4 separate regions of the Mus musculus genome follow, and regions 2, 3 and 4 are each linked to region 1. Evidence: chromatin contacts called from public ChIA-PET and Hi-C data. All regions are on one chromosome and are shown on one strand. Each heading gives the region's core, a stretch centred on a gene start, on an enhancer-like site or on the middle of the called end of the contact. The rest is flanking DNA. Distances are from core to core; before and after follow the strand shown.

The links. Hi-C and Micro-C count contacts between places; a contact is called where the count stands out from the background. ChIA-PET counts read pairs in DNA pulled down with a chosen protein or histone mark.
Region 2: a contact with region 1 is called in an RNA polymerase II ChIA-PET map of memory CD8 T cells, with 21 read pairs. The contact joins the promoter of Mob4 here to the enhancer-like site in region 1. A contact is called at or near these places in 1 of 39 promoter capture datasets (pre-B cells), 1 of 484 Hi-C or Micro-C datasets (CD4 T cells), 1 of 115 datasets of contacts at active chromatin or transcription factors (memory CD8 T cells) and 2 of 9 other capture datasets (adipose tissue and liver).
Region 3: an RNA polymerase II ChIA-PET map of memory CD8 T cells shows a contact between it and region 1, with 86 read pairs. The contact joins the promoter of Coq10b here to the enhancer-like site in region 1. A contact is called at or near these places in 6 of 39 promoter capture datasets (the 3T3-L1 cell line, HPC-7-derived erythroid cells, cranial neural crest and 3 more), 1 of 15 datasets of contacts at CTCF or cohesin (large pre-B cells), 6 of 484 Hi-C or Micro-C datasets (embryonic stem cells, granulocyte-monocyte progenitors and memory CD8 T cells), 6 of 115 datasets of contacts at active chromatin or transcription factors (bone marrow-derived macrophages, embryonic stem cells, large pre-B cells and 3 more) and 2 of 9 other capture datasets (adipose tissue and liver).
Region 4: a contact with region 1 is called in a Hi-C map of CD8 T cells, with 2.0 times the contacts expected there. The contact joins two enhancer-like sites. A contact is called at or near these places in 4 of 15 datasets of contacts at CTCF or cohesin (the NIH/3T3 cell line, large pre-B cells and pro-B cells), 29 of 484 Hi-C or Micro-C datasets (B cells, CD4 T cells, CD8 T cells and 15 more), 3 of 115 datasets of contacts at active chromatin or transcription factors (CD8 T cells and embryonic stem cells) and 3 of 9 other capture datasets (adipose tissue, liver and pancreatic islet).

Annotation. Positions count from the first base shown.
Region 1 is chr1:54,659,472-54,662,220 of GRCm38.p6, reverse strand. It overlaps Ankrd44 (ankyrin repeat domain 44), which reads left to right. Exons shown (of 28, transcript NM_001081433.3): 21 at 1,004-1,220. Among named protein-coding and RNA genes, the nearest start is that of 4930444A19Rik, 21 kb to the left of the region's middle. Within about 2 kb of position 1,355, at least 28 of the 459 cell types and tissues checked have an H3K27ac peak or open chromatin away from gene starts, as enhancers often do. A contact at or near this core is called in CD8 T cells, memory CD8 T cells and pancreatic cancer cells, where this site is marked.
Region 2 is chr1:55,129,812-55,132,560 of GRCm38.p6, reverse strand. It overlaps Mob4 (MOB family member 4, phocein), which reads right to left and starts at 1,316. Exons shown (of 8, transcript NM_025283.3): 1 at 1,202-1,316. The coding sequence starts at 1,261.
Region 3 is chr1:55,051,415-55,054,163 of GRCm38.p6, reverse strand. It overlaps Coq10b (coenzyme Q10B), which reads right to left and starts at 1,394. Exons shown (of 5, transcript NM_001039710.1): 1 at 1,174-1,394. The coding sequence starts at 1,289.
Region 4 is chr1:54,953,763-54,956,511 of GRCm38.p6, reverse strand. No RefSeq gene overlaps it. Among named protein-coding and RNA genes, the nearest start is that of Ankrd44, 29 kb to the right of the region's middle. Within about 2 kb of position 1,426, at least 4 of the 459 cell types and tissues checked have an H3K27ac peak or open chromatin away from gene starts, as enhancers often do. A contact at or near this core is called in CD8 T cells, where this site is marked.

The DNA of each region.
Region 1 (2,749 bases), core at 106-2,605:
TATTCTTCTGTATAATTTTGTATGCAGAATTTATAATACTCATGTGTGCAGCTGCCAGAATGAATTCAGTGGTGTTGAACATTCACACTATATCTGTTGCTTGGAGCAGCAAACGATGACAATCTATGTGTCCTGTGGCCAAGTCTTTTTACACATCTGCTGATTTAATTTTTGAAGGACAAAAAAAAATAGGCTAACTAGACAAAGGTAAAAATTATAAAATTGCTATGTAGAAGTGATGTAAGCACCCTAGCTGGTGACTAAAAGTATTTTCCATGATTATCAACATAATCACAGTTCTGGTTTCTTTGCACTTCTTTTGGGCCATGCAGCAGTCTAGGGGACATCACATATATATGTCTGTCAGTGATAGCCTGTGCATACAGCAGTGATCTCATACGGTTAGAATGGAGCTGAAGACGATTCCTTTCTTGTGTAACTTTTACTGCACCTTTGCTGTTTAGATACACAAACCCTTGTGACCCCATGATGTCCATTAGGGTAATGTGTTGTGCATGTTAGCTTAGGCTTAACAGCTCTCTTGGGCAGCCTAAGAGGGGAATAGGCTGTGCTTTCTAGCATTGTGTACAGACTCTCTGAGATATTCCCAGAATGCATCCCCGTGCCCGCTGCACAATGTAAGTGTGTTGTCTCTTTAGTACTGGGCAACCTCTGAGGTCATTGTTTCTCTGCCTTCTCATAGTGAGTATACTGAGTCAGAGAAAGGCCGACTCACTTGTGTCTGACAGGGGTGGACAACCAGGATTTAACATATTCCTCCTTGATTCTGAAGCTAGTATTTTCTAAGGTATCATGATACCATCCGTAGTTATGTTTGGAGAGAGAGCTCCAAAATACTTCTCCTGGGCTTTTCTGGTAAGGATTTTTGCTAGGGTTGTTCTGCCTCCTACCTCTTAGGCCAGGTGGGGGAAGCCTTCTACTCTCAACAATTCTATCCCCAGACAACTGAGCTTTGTCTTGCATTTTAATTGCAACATGCCAGATTATGACAGGACATGAGGAATGTGTGCAAATGCTGCTGGAACAAGAAGCATCAATCCTCTGTAAAGATTCCAGAGGGAGGACACCCTTGCACTATGCGGCTGCTCGGGGCCACGCCACATGGCTGAATGAATTGCTCCAGATTGCCCTTTCTGAAGAAGACTGCTGTCTCAAAGACAACCAGGGATACACGCCACTGCACTGGGCGTGTTACAATGGTGAGTCGAATGTCATCTGAGTCGAATGTCATCTGAGTAGAATGTCATATACTAGACTTTCTAGCCTCGCACCTCTGTGACCTCAGTGGAGGTGAGAACACTGCTGTATGCTGTGGTTACTGGTGTCTGCACCCAGACACTGGTGTCTGTCTTATGTTGTTTTAAACATCCCTCATCCCCACCCCTGTGGCTGTCATGATGCTGAGTAAGGTTTAGTTTGTTTCCCTCTTCCTGTGACACCTCATCAGAGTCGCCAATGGACTTGAGCAACTGTAATCAGAGTTTCTGATCTGCACCAGATAACCAGGAACCACATGAAGTATTAAAACAATGACGGTAAAAACAAAACAGCATACAGTATAGTTCACATACAGTAGAGTCACTCATAAACGCTAGTAGATGTGTAGTTTAGATTTTGGTATTTTTTTTTAATATCCACATTCCACATTTGCTTTGTTGTGTGTGCTACTTGGAATATTCAAATTTTTTATCTCAGTTATTTGGAACAAAAGAGAAATGTGTGCTAATTGTATGCATGTCTCATAATTTTTCCTCTGAGATTATAAATAAAAAATATGCATATTCTTTAAGTGGAATTATACCACAAGTCTCATCCCATAGTTTTCTTCCTTTTTTCTTAGTGCTCCCTTAAAATCCTACTGCAGGCTATCCTTAGATACCATATGCACAATACATAGTTTTAATAGTAATATACTGATAGCTACACACATGCACACCTGCATGCACACTCACACACATACATTCACGTGCATGCACATTCCTTAGAACTTGCTTATTCAACCCGATCCCCCTCTGATGGACTTTTAGGTTAATTTTAGGGTTTCTTTCCTACCATAAACACTGTAGCAGTGCATATTCATATTATAACATGAAAATCTCATTAAATATCCAGAAGTGAATTTTTTAAATAAAAGGCATGTTTTTAGAATTTTAAGGAATAATATTTTGTACAAAAGGTTGCCCTAATGTGATAAAAGTATTTTTGCTACAACTTTGCCAGCCCAGTGTGATTGTATTTCTTTATTTTTGGTAACTTTTTCTTGGTTAAGTTTGCATCTCATAATATAATTTATTGGCTATAGTTCCCTTTCTGAATGTGGCCTTTCACCCATGCCTGCTTTCTCATGGTGAACCGCTTACCTCTTCCCTTGCATCTGTAAGAGCAGGGTGCCTTGGCTATGTGGCTCTTCTGTATTGTGTGTTGGGAGTGTCTCTGTTCCTTGTTTTGAATGCCTTTTGCCATGCAAATGTTTTGAAGTTTTGTGTGGTTGAATCTATTTTGTGGTATCTCCATAATCAGCCTTACGAAGACCTCTTACCCCCTAAGAGAATGGATATCTCATATGAATATTTCTAACTCTACTTCTGCAACTTTATATTTGCATTTCAGTTCCACTAGGATTTTTAGTTTGGAAATTGTGATTATGTTTTCTGGGAAGAGTTTCTGTGCTCAATTACATTGAGTTAAAACTACCTGTGTTTTCATTAGTCTTCGCATTCATTGGTTC
Region 2 (2,749 bases), core at 67-2,566, 470 kb before region 1:
CATAATAAATAGCAAGTCTCTAAATTGGATGTGTGTGTATGGGGGAGGCAGGTGGATCTCGGAGTTCGAGGCCAACCTAGTCTACAGAGCTACTTCCAGGAAAGTCAAGGCTACACAGGGAAACCCTTGAGAGAGAGAGAGAGAGAGAGAGAGAGAAGAGAGAGAAGAGAGAAAGAAGAAAGACAAAAGAAAGAAAAGAAAAACAGTAACTCTCTAAAACTCAGTAGCATTAAGTATTTTGATTTCCACTTGACCCTAAAAATTACATTTTAACAGAAAAAGTTTACTCAGTACACGGTAAGAGGCAGCAGGCTGGGCAGCAACAAGAACACAGCCTGCTAAAATTACATTTTAAACATATCTCTTTTGATTTTAGAACTTCTACTCAACGACTCAACCCATTTCCAAAGGCTGATTAATCCTATCAAGTTTGAATGTCAACGTGGGTGGTTTTTTTTTTTGGGGGGGGGGTCTTTTCCGTTCTTTTCTGTTCTTTTTTACTGTGAAGCATCCCTGGTTTGCAAGTCCTAAGAAGCACCAATTTACTCCCCATAGTGCCCTACTATTATTTTGATGTATATAATCAGTTCATTCCGACTATTGTCCACGCGCATTAGCATGAATATACGCAAGGAATGACATGTAACAAGTCACAACCTGGTGCCGAAAACTTGCTGGACCAGAGAACAGCTGCAGGGAAGCCGAAGGGAGTGGTGGCAAAGACAAACAACAGGAGGATAACGCAAACTAGTGCCACCTGCATCCGGCTAGACCAACTGGATGGAGCCGACCGGCAGGTACGTCACCGGCCAAGCTTGCTCCCGGTGAGGTGGGCAGTGTTTACAGCCCTCGACGCCGGCGGTCCCGACGCGGGGACAGCCCCCTGGTCCCCAGCTGGCCCACCCCACACCCGGGCGCCGTCAGCTGCCACTCACAGCAGGCAGCGCAGCAGCAGCCGCTGGTGACAAGCGTCAGCCCCGGGCCTCGGCGAACACAGCGGGGTCCTGCGTCTAGCAGGCCTCCAGGGCGGCCGGCGCCGGCTCGGCTGCCTCCGGGGCCGCGGCTCCGGAAGCGCAGGCCAGCCACCGCGGCCACGGCCCCCACCCGCTCGCCCTGGCCTCTCCTAGACGGAGTCCCGCCAGCAGGAGAGCCCCGGCTCGGCCCCGCCAACTCTGTGACAGGAAAGCCGTAGGGACGATACCTGCGCCTTGGTGCCTGGCCTGTTCCGCCTCAGCACTGCCGTCCCCTCCGCCATGACCATAGTGCCAGAGTCTGGGCGGCTGGCGTCGGTACCCGGATGTGGGGGCCGGCAGCTTGCGCGGGGGGCGGGGCACGGCGGGGCTCAGCGCTGCGGCGGCGGGGAGGGGCGGCAGCCTGCGGAACAGCCGCCGCCCGCGCGGAGCACCATGGGAAGAGTGCCGAGCCCGCGGCTCCGGCGGAGGGAGGAGCACAGAATGAACAGCCGGCGGAGCTCCGCCGAGGCCGAAAAGGAAGATGCGACCGGAAGCTGGGGTAGAGAGCCGCTTCCAAGGTCTGTGGTGCAGGTGACCCAAGCCTGCGTCACTTGTGGGTGTTTGTCCTTCAGCTGTCTATAGACTGGAAGGGCAGTTTGCACAATAGTGACCATCTCAGAAAAGCGAAATGAGAACATAATTCTCCACCCCAGATAATCTGGTAAATTTTTATAGAATCTTCATGGATTAACCCAATCTAGAATCAGATTGGCTGGGTCGGTTAAAGGGAAGACAGGAGGTACTGATAAATCTTGCTTCTAGGGTCCTCTTACTGAAAAGCCAAGGACTCTTTCAATGACAAGTTGGTTTCCGTAGATAAAAGACTCAATGCTAAATTAAAAAAAAAAATGCCCATCATGAGATAGAAAGCGCACATCTGTTATTGTGTGTTAGAGTTAAAATAAACTCACATTTTTGCAAGTCGGAAGCAGGAGGAAATGAATAGCCCTTGATGGCTTTTATGAATTCTGTATCTTAACAAAATTCCAAGTTTCTCGTGTTTTTAAGTGTGATGTTTTTTGTGTGTTTTCTTTTGTTGTTGTTTTGGTTTTGTGTTTTCTTTTTTTGGAGACAGCGTCTCCCTGATGTTCCTTGAATTTAAGAGATTTGTTTTGAGTGCTGGGACCAACGGAGTACACGGCATGCCCGGCCAGGCTTAGGGGTTCATGTGTAATCCAACCCAGGTGATCCCACACCTTTTTCTGAATCCCTTGGGCGCATGCAGGTAAAAAGCTTACACACATTAAATAAATAAGCAAGTAAATAAGCAAAACAGTTAAAAGAATTGTTTAGAATTCAAAGCCAGCATGGGCTACATAGAGAGTTCCAGGCCAGGCAGGGCTACAGAGCAAGACTTAAATCTTCTCTCAATCTTTCCCAAAATAAGAAAAAAAACACAGCATTTTTACCAGAATCTTTTTTTTTTCCAAACAAGAAAAGTTTGTTTTGGTTTATAGTACCATGGGACACCTGGTGAGGAAGTTGTGGACACTGGGTAAGTGCTCTTTATAACTTCAAGAGCATGGGGTTCAGAAACAGAGGTCTTAAGCTGGAGGCAGAAGCTGGTATCTGCATCAAGACCCGCCCAAAGTGAGCCACTTCTCAGAGCTGGGCCATGGTTAGAATTACACAACCTCCAAATCGAATCTCAAGCTGAACACCAAGTGTTCCAACATAAGAGCTGCGGCGGGGCAGAGTGGCGCCTTTAATCCCAGCACTCAGGAGGCAGATACAGG
Region 3 (2,749 bases), core at 145-2,644, 390 kb before region 1:
GGCCAGAACACAAGATAATGTAATACTTTTATGCATTTATATACCATTTTTGTTGCCTTTTTTTTTTTTAGATCCAGTCACTTGGTATTTCCCAGGCTGAGGCTGGTATGGACTTTCTGAGCATGAGCCTCGGACCATAAGCAGCAAAGCAACATTTAATCAGTAATATAAGCAGTATGTCCTGCTTGAAAAGCTATCTTTTGAGGATAAACTACCCGATTTCACAGTTTCAACATGTTTGTGTAAGATTTGGAGATGAAGCATGGCTGCTAGTTTCTGTTTGTTTTTGAGACAAATCTTACCTTGTAGCTCTGGCTGATATGCAACTAGCTACACAGACCAGGCTGGCCTCCAAAGCACCAGACCTGGCCTCTTGGCTGACATTTTAAAGTCTTCATTCAACCAAAATGTTCTGAAACCCAGGCAAGAGTTGGACTTTCTCCTCTGTAATGTATACATATTGATTCATCTCAAATACCAATTTTCTTTTCTTTTGGTCCTGAGACAGGGGCTCACTTTGTAGTTCGGGTTGGCCTTGAACCCACCGCGATACTTACTTGACTTTATTGCTAAAATTACAGGTGTGAGCCGCCACTCTGAGTTAATTTTAATTTTTGAGAATACTTTATTACAGTCTTATTTGTAATAGAAAACTGCATTGTAGACTTATAGTGTCCTTCAGGTCTCTAGGTTCATCTCCACCTAAAGGACCAAGCAGGAAAACCGAGGACAGAGCCATCTTCAAGGTTACAGGACCTCAAAGTTACAGTGTAGTGAAAAAAACAACAGGTCCTCTTTGTTGGCTGTGTTTCATTTTGCAAGCGCTGAGTGGCCGGGGTCAAAGAACTCCACAGCAAGTGAGAGAGCGTCTGACAAGCGGTTCACCGCCAGGACACGCACTCCCACGGCCCGGGAGCCGGCGCTCTCGGGCGCAGTTAAACTTTCCCGACGGCCGCCGCCCACCTCTTGGAGACCGGAAGGGCGGGAGCCGGAGACCCGGCTGCTTGTCCGTCCTCCCACGGCCGTCTCGTCGCTGACTCACCCCGATAATATGAGGTGCACGCAGACCAGCCGGCCGAGCGCCGCGCCCCGGGTCTCCGGAGCCGACTAGGGTCAGCGCCCCGGCCACAGGCCCGTCCCGAACCCGCCGCCCGGAAAACCTCCGCTCGCTACCTGACGTCGCGCGCAGACCCCCGCGCCGGGGCTTCCGTCACGGTGGTCGACTTCGGATGGCACCCCGATGCCACCCTCGCCAGGGCCCTCTGACTGGTCCGAGCTGCCATGATCATCTTTGTGAAGCCGGTAGCCAACGCGGGCACCCGGAACGAGGCGCCGCCCTCAGGCCGGCCTGGAGGGACGGCTCCTGCGCCTCTCAGCCAATCCGGGAGCCCTCTGAGCAGCTGGACACGCCTCTTCCCACTAAGTCCCTCCCAACCCCATGACGCCACGCTGACGCTAGGCTGACGCACGTGTCCAGTGCCGCCTCGGGACAGCCAATCGGGGCGCGGATCTCCGGGACACGCTCTGCTCCTGCCAGGAGTCTGCCACTTATGTAATCTTCGTGACGAACTCCTGGGTTCACCTACGGTCCGGGTTTTTTCCTGGAGCTATTTGGGGTCGAGTCTCGAGGCTCGGCTCGTGAGGGCCGCCCTGCCGGGGGAGGAAAGCCCAGGAGCTGGCTAATTATGTAACTGCCTCCCACACCCACCCCACCCAGCGCTGGCCCAGCGTGTTTTCGCTCCTGCTGCCGAGCCTGGCAGATTTTACTGTGTATTGACGATCTCAAACGGTACCTGCTGTGCTGACCCTGAGGTGTTGTTCAGAGAGCAACTTCGGGTCATACCGCCCCGAACAGGCCCAGTGACCTGTCAGTTCTAGCTGCCTTCTTCATACGTGGCCAAGATATGGTGTAGTGTTGCCTTTATGATCCAGGTTTTTCTCATTCTATACAAAGCAACAATTTTGCTTGCCACATTCAGGGATTGGATGAGGTCCTGACTTACATATAAGGGAGGGGCACACGTAACAAACGCATATGTGAAGGTCAGAGTCTTCCCATGTGGGTCTAAGGAATAAGAACTCACTTAACAGGCTTGCATAGCGATTGTTTTTTTTTAAATGATTAGCCATCTCACTGACTCTAATACAGTTTTTTAAAAAATAGAATTATATTTTATTACTATATGAATGTACGTGTGTGATGTGTGTTTGGCTTATGAAAGTCAGACGGCACATTTGTGAAGTCACCTCTTCACCTTCCATCTTTATGTGGGTTCCTGGAGATTCAATTTGAGTCATCAGACTTGCACAGCAAGTTCTACCCAGTAGGCCATCCTGCCTGCTGCATTTGGTTAGCAGAGCTTGAGGAATAAATGAGATTGTTGGTTAAACATAGGCAATAATATATTTTGAAAGACTTACTAGATGTTGGAGGTGTGAATGAGTCTGTCTCCTCACATAGCTCATATTCCAAAAGGGAAGATAGAACTAATGTGTACTGCATTATCGGGTAATTATGTGACTTGTATGTGGTGGTTTGAATATGCTTAGCCCATGGGAAGTGGTACTATTAGGAAGTGTAGCATTGTTGGAGTAGGTTTGGGCTTGTTGGAGGAGGTGAGTCACTGTAGGAGTGAGCTTTGAGGTCCAAAGCTTAAGCTTTGGCCAGAGCAGAAGAGACCCTCCTCCTGGCTGCCTGGAAAAGGGCATCTCTTCCCACCTGCTTCTGAGTCAAGATGTAGAACTCTTG
Region 4 (2,749 bases), core at 177-2,676, 290 kb before region 1:
AAAACTGTGGTGGAGAAGAGCTGGGAAAGAGGAGTGGGAGGTTTGCACACTGTGAAGAGAGGAGGAGCTGAAAACTGGAGGGCGGCAAGGAAGACCCTGATGTGAATGCCTGCACTGTCACCTGAGGGCGGCGATGTCCTGGCCCATGCTGGTCCATAGTCCTGAAGTAGCAGGGTTCTGTGTTAAATCTGTGTCCCATCTTACCATCCAAGGCCATGCAGATGGCCTGTTCTGGGATCCCTCCTGGGGCCATTTTAGTGTCTAAAGGTTAAGGAAGAGCCAGCCTTTCCCCTTGCCTGGACAATGTGGGAGAGCCGATCCTGCCCCTTGATTGCTGCCGCACAGTAAAGTTGGCCCTGGTGGTGTGAGTGTGGGAGAGCTGGCCCTCCCTGTCACCTGGGCAAAGCTGGAGAGCTGGCCCTGGTGCGCAGGTGCAGGACAGCTAGTGGCCTAACAACACAGATATTTCCCCAGACTTTGAGTTGGTTCATTCCAACGTCTACCCCATCTATGAACTGCTGGTTTACATGAACTAGCTATGTTCATATGAGCATACTATAAAGGAGCTAGGCCTGCAGAACCAAAGTTGTAGGATCTCTATGACACAAGGTGACAACAGGATATCCTAGAGGAGACCTGGTGAGGATTGATAGTGTAGCAGAAGCCAGAGGCCTTGGACCAGACCAATGAATGACTCATTGCAACAAACATTTGCAAGTAAGGGCTAACAAGTATACCGTGGGGACACACTGTGACATACCGCAGGTTCCACAGTGAGCTGTTTTATATTTTATGTTATTTTCTTCTTTTTTTGATTTCTTTGGGGGGTTTGCAAGGGTGGAGGGCAGATATGGAGCGATGGGGGGGGATGAGTGTGATTGGGGTGTATAATAGAAAGTTCAAAAAGAATCAATAAAAAGTTAAAAACTGTAAATTAAGTTCTTATTGCAATTTTTGTCTCTTGATGCTTAATTCCAATAATAACTACTCTAGCTTACCTTTTGTTGAATTAGTTTTGCTGAATTTCTTCACTTAATTAATCCACTTAATTTCTATCTTAGTCGTTTAGGGTGTTATTATAGGATGTCATGGACTTCTATGGACAAGAATTTACCGTATTTTGCTGTTCTGGAGGGTGGAGTCTAAGATGAAGGTGATGCAGGCTCTCTGTATAGTGAAGGTTGGATTCTTAGTTTATTGAGTCCTCAGATGAGGAAAGCATAAGAGAGCACTCTCTTAGGGTTTCATTGCTGTGAATACCATGACCAAGGCAACTCTTATAAAGGAAAACATTTAATTGGGGCTAGCTTACAGTTACAGAGGTCTAGTTCATTATCATCATGGCAGGAAGCAGGGCCGTGTGCAGGCAGACACGGTGCTGGAGGCAGAGCTGAGGGTAACACATGTTAATCCACAGGCAGCAGAGGGAGACTGTGTACCACATGGGGCATAGCATGAGTACAGGAGAACTCAACCCTCCCTACACACCCACAGTGACACACTTCCTCCAACAAGATCACACCTATTCCAACAGGTCCACCCTTCCTAGTATTATCATTCTGCATGAGCCAAACATTCCAACGCATGAGCCTGTGGGGGTCATACCGATTCAAACCACCACAGGTACCAATCTTATTTCTGAGTCTCCATCCTCATGACCTAATTACCTCCAAAGTCCCCATGCTGCTAAAGTTCCTTCCCATAAGGAGACTAAGCAACATCTACCCTTCCTTTCTAGATCCCAACAAACTGAGAAATGATATTGACAAAGTTAACTCTGGAAAATCATCAGTGAGTTGGGTTTCCTTACAGAGCCTCAATGAGGGGTTACTTTCCAGGAGTGTGGACAGTCCTGCCCTAAAGGCCCATATGCATGGAGCTTCTACCCTCTTCTCTGTTGGTCTATGGACTCTGGCATCTCCCACAGGTCACTGCAATTAAGGCAGAGTTGAATACAATCGGAGGTAAGAGAGACAGGACAAGCAGGTGAAGGTCTTGTGACCCTCTCTGCACTGGTGTGCAAATAGTCAATAAACCCAGTTGGGGTAAACCTTTTGTAACATGGCTCAGTTGAACTCCCCATGATGGTGGATCCTTGGCTTGGAAGACCGTCATTCAACACATACATATACCCCTAAAGTACAGGTGTGCCAGGAGGTGGTGGCTCATGCCTTTAATCCCAGCACTCAGGAAGCAGAAGCAAGTGGCTCTCTGAGTTCAAGGCCAGCCTGGTCTACAGAATGAATTCCAGGTCAGCCAAGGCTACATAGAGAAAAACTTGTCACAAACAAACAAGACTCCTGGCATCCCTCATCTTTTACTCTTTTCCACAGTTAACACCTAGTAACTTACCGGCACCTTTTTGGTTTTTCCTGGAACTCAGAGACAGAGGGCAACAGTCTGGAAGCAATGAGTATGGTAAGCACATGCATTTGTACATGTGTGAAGATGGATGACCACATGGATGGGGAGGGGGCCTGAGAGAGAGGTTGGGAGGGAGGGCAGTTGGGGGGAGGGAGATTTGTGAGTTCTGCAGCATCCACCCGAGGTCTGCTCTAAGTGATTTCCCACTCTGTGAACTCGTACTTTCTCCTTGGCTTGAGCCACTTGAGCTGCGTTTCTCAGAATGAAAAGTCCTGAAATAGAGTAGCATCTTGGTGCCTTGGGCTTTTTCTAAAATTAAATGGTCTTGGGATATAGTCTTTTAGAGAATATGATAGGTCTAAAATTACCACTGATTTACCCTGTC